Linked DNA regions of Mus musculus: region 2 is linked to region 1. Evidence: chromatin contacts called from public HiChIP or PLAC-seq data. All regions are on one chromosome and are shown on one strand. Each heading gives the region's core, a stretch centred on a gene start, on an enhancer-like site or on the middle of the called end of the contact. The rest is flanking DNA. Distances are from core to core; before and after follow the strand shown.

The links. HiChIP or PLAC-seq counts read pairs in DNA pulled down with a chosen protein or histone mark.
Region 2: an H3K27ac HiChIP or PLAC-seq map of embryonic stem cells shows a contact between it and region 1, with 4 times the contacts expected there. The contact joins two enhancer-like sites. A contact is called at or near these places in 1 of 484 Hi-C or Micro-C datasets (cerebral cortex), 4 of 115 datasets of contacts at active chromatin or transcription factors (embryonic hindbrain, embryonic stem cells, neural tube and 1 more) and 1 of 9 other capture datasets (embryonic stem cells).

The regions. Positions count from the first base shown.
Region 1 is chr6:51,360,949-51,364,851 of GRCm38.p6, forward strand. No RefSeq gene overlaps it. Among named protein-coding and RNA genes, the nearest start is that of Gm6559, 17 kb to the right of the region's middle. Within about 2 kb of position 1,808, at least 118 of the 459 cell types and tissues checked have an H3K27ac peak or open chromatin away from gene starts, as enhancers often do. A contact at or near this core is called in embryonic stem cells, where this site is marked.
Region 2 is chr6:52,004,119-52,007,463 of GRCm38.p6, forward strand. All of the region lies in intron 1 of Skap2 (src family associated phosphoprotein 2), which reads right to left. Among named protein-coding and RNA genes, the nearest start is that of Skap2, 6.8 kb to the right of the region's middle. Within about 2 kb of position 1,988, at least 68 of the 459 cell types and tissues checked have an H3K27ac peak or open chromatin away from gene starts, as enhancers often do. A contact at or near this core is called in embryonic stem cells, where this site is marked.

The sequences.
Region 1 (3,903 bases), core at 558-3,057:
TCTGCCTTATTTTGAGACAGGGTCACTCTCAGAACCCAGAGCTCACTGATTCAGCTCGACTAGGTCAGCAAACCCCACAGAGCCACCTGTCTGTTCCTCCCCAGTTTTAGAGTTACCACCACTAGCAGCTTCTACAGGGATACTGGGGATAGTTAAATCCTCCAGCATCCACTGAGCCACCTTCCCAGACCATTTAATTTTTTTTTTCTCAAGTACACTGACAGACCACTGACTTTGTGCTCAGGAGAGCCGCAGCATATAAACACCTTGAGATAGCTTGTGGTGTTCTACCTAGAGATCAGATATACCCAAACTTCAGCCCATTTTATTTTTGAAAATGGGGGTTTTTTGGTGGCGGCTACTTCCAGATGGAGATGAATGGAGGTCATGGTAATTTGTAGTGTGTTCTGGAATGTCGCAAGCCTCTCTTGAATGTGCAGTGTCCCCCGTGTGGTGTCCTAAGTTCTCCGAGATTTTTGTTACTGGCGTGTCCTACCTAACAAGGATCTCTGAAAACATTGCTCACGGGTATTGGTCACTGACTGTGCATACCGTCTGTCTGCCACAGCGGTTATGAAGCCCTCCTGTCCAAAGAGTCCTCTTCATCAGTGCCTGCCGTTGGCGGTGGCCTGCTTCAGTTCACTCAAACCACCAGGTTCATTTTCTCCTCCCTAGAGTTAGTCCTTTTTATCAGAAATAAACAAACAAATCTGGATTGGCTGGTTTACAATTCAGAACAGTTTATAAGATTTCAATGACTGTGTTTTTAGGCACCCTGACAGTACCTGGCTAGCTCCACTGTACAGAGCAACGCTCTCAGGCCCGACAAGCAGCCTTCCACACCCTGCTCCTCTGCCTCATTCTCTGTGAGAATGCATTCACTACAGTTCACTCACAGAAGGCTACTGTGGTTTTTCCAGGAAACGGCTGCCTGACCAGGGAGGCAGATTTTCCTGGGTACAGAATGAAGAAGCATTTATACAGAAATAGACGTGTGTAACAGCACATACACCGTATTAATGGCTTAACGACGATACCTGGGCCTTCCCAACAACCGCTGAGGGTTGCCAAACTGAGGTTGCTTTGTGTTGACCGAGTGAGCATAAGCGGTAGATATAGCTCTTTTTGTCTTGGCAGGGAAGCTGGCGCTCCTGCCAGACTCTACCCTAAAGGAAAGGGCCAACAGACAATAAGTCCATTCAAACGCACTAGCAATTTCTTCCAGTGGGGACTTTACAATTTCTAAATTGATACAAACTTTAAAACCACCCTATTTTAAGGGAAGTGTATATTTTCCAAAAGAAGTTATATATAGCAATGTAATATTGCCAGATTATTGTTGTTGGAAAGGGGGGAGGGAGGGGGTGGGAGCAACTCCCTTCCCAGTGGCTAAATACACGTTATTGCCGACTGGCCTCATTCAGTCAGCTGCTTCATTTGCTGGACTTAAGCGTTGACATGAAGCTTCCCCGCCACTGCGTGGTTGTTCCACCCATGTTTTACTTCTGTAGCTGATTTTGTTGGGTGAATGGGAAAAAAAAAAAAAGTGGAGGTTCTAACAGCAAACCTTACACCCCTCCACAACCAAAATCAAAAAGTCCTTGGAGGACTACCTATAAAAAGTAAAACGTGCTTTTTAACACAAAGTTCAATATTTGCCTGAGTTGGCACAGTCAAATTAGGAGAAAGTGGGGGAGGGGGGTCTGATTGTATGAGGCAGAATTTCAGGTGAACCACTAAGCTGCTCTTCTGAATTGAAAGAGCCCCCTGCTGGCCGGAGGAGGAACAAGCCTGGAGGGCGGGATGGTAGTCGTCTTGAGACTTCCCACTTCCCTAGCCCAAGATGCAGACACCACCAGACAGTGTTTAGGGCTTGCTCTGTGCCAGGCAGTGTGTAGTGTTCTAGCGCTGAAGGTAGTATGCTAAACAATGAAGACGGACAAGGTCTTTGACTTACGGGGATCTTCACTGCAAACGGGGAAACAAACAGATAATTAAAATAGAATGTCAAGCACAGGTGGAACCCGTGAGGAGCGCTGAGAAAAGAAGCAGAGAAGAATAAGAGAGGGCTGCCTGAGTTGGAAGGCGGAGGAGAATCTGTGGGCGTGGTTTGTGGGCAAGGGGCGGGGCCAGTATGAGAGCCCAAAAGCAGAAGGGATGGGGAGTGTGCTGAGTGCCAAGGAGGGAGTTAGAACCTCCAGTGATACAGTTTTGATTTTTCACGGGAATTCGGGAGCAGCCTTGAACAGAAAACTGACTAAAATCTTTGCCTTGTAAAAGGCGATGTTGTGCCACAGGGAACAGAAACTGCCAATGCCCAATCTGAGAGCCCATTAGGACTTACTGATGTGACGGTTCTAACAATTCATTCAAAGAAGAGTTATAGGCCCTCCGCCCTCAGAGAGATTTTAGACAACCTGAGGAAATGAGGTAGACTCACTTCAAATTAAACTCTCAAGAGGGAATAGAAAGCTGGCTCAACAGTTAAGATTGCCTGCGGCTCTTTCAGAGGGCCTGAGTTCAGGTTCCAGCACCCATGGGCAGTTCAACCAACTAGAACTCTAGCTCCAGAGGGTCCGAGGCCCTCTGTTGACCTCCAGAGTCACTGTAGTCGTAGGCACAGACCCCCTCATACATGTAATTAAATATAAAAAATAAATCTTCCAAAAACTCTAGATTTAGTTCATTTATGTGACAACTATTTTGCCAGCATATATGTATGTGCACTGCATGCATGTCTGGTGCTGGCAGAAGTCAGAAGAAGTATAGCATCCCCTGGAACAGAATGAATGGATGGTTTGGGATGGTGAGACTCCATATGGATGCTGAAAATTGAACCTGCGTCCTCTACAAAAGCAATAAGTACATCTTTTAAAAAAAAAAATTCAGAGTAGGAATGCTTCAAAATGGGGACAAAGTGCTTCAGATGGGGACATATTCACAGAGAAAGGATTTGCAGATAGACTGGGAAGTCCCTCCCATGGGTGCTATCTCTGAAGGATGGTGACAACTCAGAGAACCATGAGAGAAACGGCTAAAAGAAGATCAGTAAGCATGATCCAGTAGCACAGTACCTGTGGAAGTACTGTGGAAGGCCCTGGATTCGATCCCCTATACCGAAAAGGATAAAGGAAAAAACCAAAAGTGTTGGGAAGAACAAAATACTATTTATGAAGGAGACGGAGAAGTCACCGCTTCCTGATGTCCTGGTGGAGTCTGGGGACAGATCGAAAGCATGGCTTATCCCCAGAGCCTCAGCTAAGTGTCTGTCATGGATGCTGTGTTGTGTCTGTCATGGATGCTGTGTTGTGTCTGTCATGGATGCTGTGTTGTGCCACCCAGATCTCCCATTCAGGACTCACCTCCAGGAAAAATCGTAGGCTGTCTGGCCCCTACTTCCTGCCTGGGGGAGGTCACCTTGCCCTAGGCCATGTCTCCTTCCTGGGGGGCAGCCCACAGCAATAAGTGGCTAATAAGACCTACTGCTTTCCCCCCAAAAAGGCCAACTCTGAAGGGCCACGCAGCTCCAGTGCTCGCCCTTGTGACAGTGTGACTGCAGAATAGCTACCCTGTGGGCCGATCATCCTGTTCCTTTCTCTTCCCTCCTAAAACACTGATGCTGGTGGTAAGAAAGAGCCCTGGGGAACTGGCCTGGATGTGTCAAAGCCAGACTCAACTTCTCCAGGAACCTAGTAGCTGCAGGGTCTTTATTTACATAAACAAAGAGAAAAAATGACAGTATCACAAAGATTCGATCTAAAAGCTGCCTGTAACGGGTGGTTAAAAAGTAGCCTTAAAAGTGGACATTTGAAATTTAAAGGAGTCAGATAGGAGGCAAGTCACAGGGAAAGGTTTTTCCTCAGGACCTGAACCTATCAGGCTTGCAAAGCTGAGACGGGCCAT
Region 2 (3,345 bases), core at 738-3,237, 640 kb after region 1:
TCGCTTTATAATTATTTTTTAAGTTGCCCTAAGAACCAGTCACAGCATTTTATAAAGATAAGCTAAAAGCCTCTGATAGCACTTTGCTTTCCCCAGTATCATCTATTTTCAGGAACACATAATATCTAATGCTTAGAAGAAAAAATTAATCCCCTTTTTTTCCTAATCAAGATTCTCAAAAACTATCCTCCTCCTTGCTACCTGCCCCACCCATGCTGGCTACCCTCAAGTGAGAAGACACCCAGTTGTCCTTTGCTTCCCACCCTGCTCTTAGCTACCTGGAATACCATAGTTGAATAGAGAAGTGAGAAAAATGGGTTCTTCTACTATGAAAAAATACAGAGTCCAAATATAGCTTTGTATAACATTTCCCACAGCCTCTTCTGAAATTTCAGTAAACTCCTAAATATTGTGTTGGCTGACTCCTCTCCTATAAAGTTCCACGAAGTCTTTGCTGCTTTGACTCCTAGACATCCATTATTATTGTTCATAAAATATTGGATAGCTTACTGACACATATTTTATTTTCAGAATTTCATGGCTCACTTTAAAATATCTCTTAGAGAATTACATTAAAATGTTAGACAAATCACCCACAGCCCACACCAGAAAGATGTGTGACTTACTTTCTTTTTCCCTAACGACTTTGTCTCCTAACTTACAGTGATAAAAAGATCAAAATGTAATATTACACATAAGTACTAAAAAGTGCAATAATCTCAATTGTATTCATATTTAACCATTTAAAACCTACTATATAACCTAGAATCTAATCAATTTTAAATTCCTGATTATAGAAAGTATTTTGCTCCAATGAGGAACATGGATGAAGCTGTTACAGACTCACAATAAACGCATATTTTTTTGCTAAGCCAATAATACAAGGAAAAAATAAGATTAAAACATGAAACAATCTCTTAACAGCAAGTATATGTTAAAAGTAAGTATCAAACGAAATGAAAGCAAAATGTCCTGGCTCCTCTTTCCTTCTGTGGCCCCTAAAATATGGAGGAAAGAGGCAGAGGCAGAGGCAGAGGTCAGCAGACCTGGGACAAATTCTCATGTGGGTTCAAAAGAGTAAAACTTGAAGCAGCAGCTTCTACCCACAGGAGTAGGAGCAGGCCACCTCTGGACAAGCCGACTGTAGCTGAAAGAGATCATTGGCTTCCCTAGTATCCATCCATACAGTAACTTTTTAAAAGTGGACAAGAAGTAGCAGGCTACTGCAGCGAGCCCTCCCCAACCCACCCTATACTTGCAAGACTCACAGACACATAGACTGGTGAACAGTCGGCTTAATGTTATTTTCATTCAATGTTTGTCTTTAATTCCCTCTTCCACGAGTATTTAATTGCCTATTTTACATTTTCATTATGCAATCCCAGTTTAAACAAACAGGATCTATTTTCTATCTCCGTAAGCAATAACAGAACAAATTACTGCCCACGAGTTATTTCTTTAAAAGGTCATTTCAGTTTTATAAAAACTCAGAAAACCACCACAAAGACGCTGCATGTTCAACTTGCTGTTTCCTAAAAGCCTACCCAATGTGTCTGGAAAATGGGACCCCATCCCTCTATTTTGAGAAAACGTTTTTTTGAAAAAGTGCAGGAAAAACCCGAATTTCTCAAGGGGAGGCCTAGGTATGGAAAAGGTCTATACTTTTAAAGCGACACGTTTAATATATTTATTCCCAAGCTTTTTCCTAGAAAATGCTTTACTGTTAGGACGAGTTTTCCAAACATTGGCTTTCTCGATAATTCTCCAGAAGGATACAGGGAACAAACTGCTTTGCTGGGGGTGGTGTTTAACGAGAATTTTAGCTGGGAAAAGCTGCAATAATCTGGATTGTTGGTTGCCAATAGACTTGGTTGGTATTTAAGCTTTTGAAGTCTTAAAATATACAGTGAGTCAGATCTAACGGATGAAGTACGCCAGCCTGCGCTGGCAGCAATAGCGGTACTGCGCAGCTTGCCGACTTTTCTCCCTGGCGCTTTTGCCAGCCCTGGAACAGGGATCACGGACCAGGCTGTCCTGGGGTGCCCCAGCCTTGCCCCCCAGAAACCAGCCCAAATCCAGCCTGCCTTAAACCTCCGGCTCTTGTCCACGTAGCTGGGAACAGAGAGCTGGGCACAGAGCAGCTGAGTTTGGGACAGCCACGCTAGACAAATGGGGCTGGATCTGTGGCTTTGTACCTCAAAGCCAGAGTAATATTTCAAAAGGCAGCAATAAAACTCTTGGGTAAATCAAGCGCTCCTCTGGCTGGTTGGAAAAGAGATTTGAAGCTTTTTATTGTGCTCTAAATAGCCCTGCAAATGGTGAAATAGCCTGCCGCGGTGAGCTAGCAAGCCGCCATGGCCCTTTTTTACCTTCCTTTAGAGGTCGTGTCCTCCTGTTCATATGTAGATTTCCCTGACTCCTTTCTGTAATTCCGGGGAACTGGTAATTTGACTACAGGAAAAGGTCAGCCTGCGCAGGCTGGCCCCTAAGCCCAGGGACTGAGACTCCCTTTTTCTCCGAAAGAGAGGTTTTATTTTACCCACGGGCGCCAGCCACGAAAGAGCGGGATTGAGGGGTGGGAGGCGGCTACTGGGCTTATGCCAATAAGGCCTGGAAAAGAGGGTGCCACCAACGCAAAAGACCGATGGGGCACCATCAAAGGCCGCAGGTCACACAGCCTGCATCTAACGGAAGCATCACCTCCACTCCCATGGGCATCAACTGCAAGGTAGCCACAGGAAAAAGTTATCTCGGTCACAGTAAACGGGGTGGTAAGTTTTTGCTCCTGTTACACCTTAACTTTGTCAAGAGTAAGCCATCCAGTGGGAACAGCTGTAAAAGTCTGGGGCAAGGCAGCTGACAGATCAGATTTACAACTGCTTTGTCCATAAATGTTAAGGTCTGAAAACACAATGAAAAGATGACGTGTTCTGAGAGCCCAGCAATCCTTGTGCAGCTACATCAGAGAATCACTCAGCAGACAACTGACCCCTGAGAAGTGAGCACTTAAACACCCTGCCCACTGAGTCTCCTTTCTGTTTTCTTTTTCTTTATACACGTGAACCCCTAGAAAAACTGCCACCCTGCCTTCCTTTAGACTGAGTGAGGACAAGTATCACACTCACACACACACACACTCACACACACACACACTCACACACACTTTTTTTTAAAACCATCTTCCATGGTAATCCAACAGTAAAAAGGTACAGGAACAAAAGTCTTCCAATGATAAACTCCTCCACGAGGCAGTCAGAATTCAGCACCTGTCCTCACAAACCCCTACTCTGGAACAGCCTAGAAGACCTGCAGCCTGGAGGTGAGAACAAGGCAACCTCCCTCTTC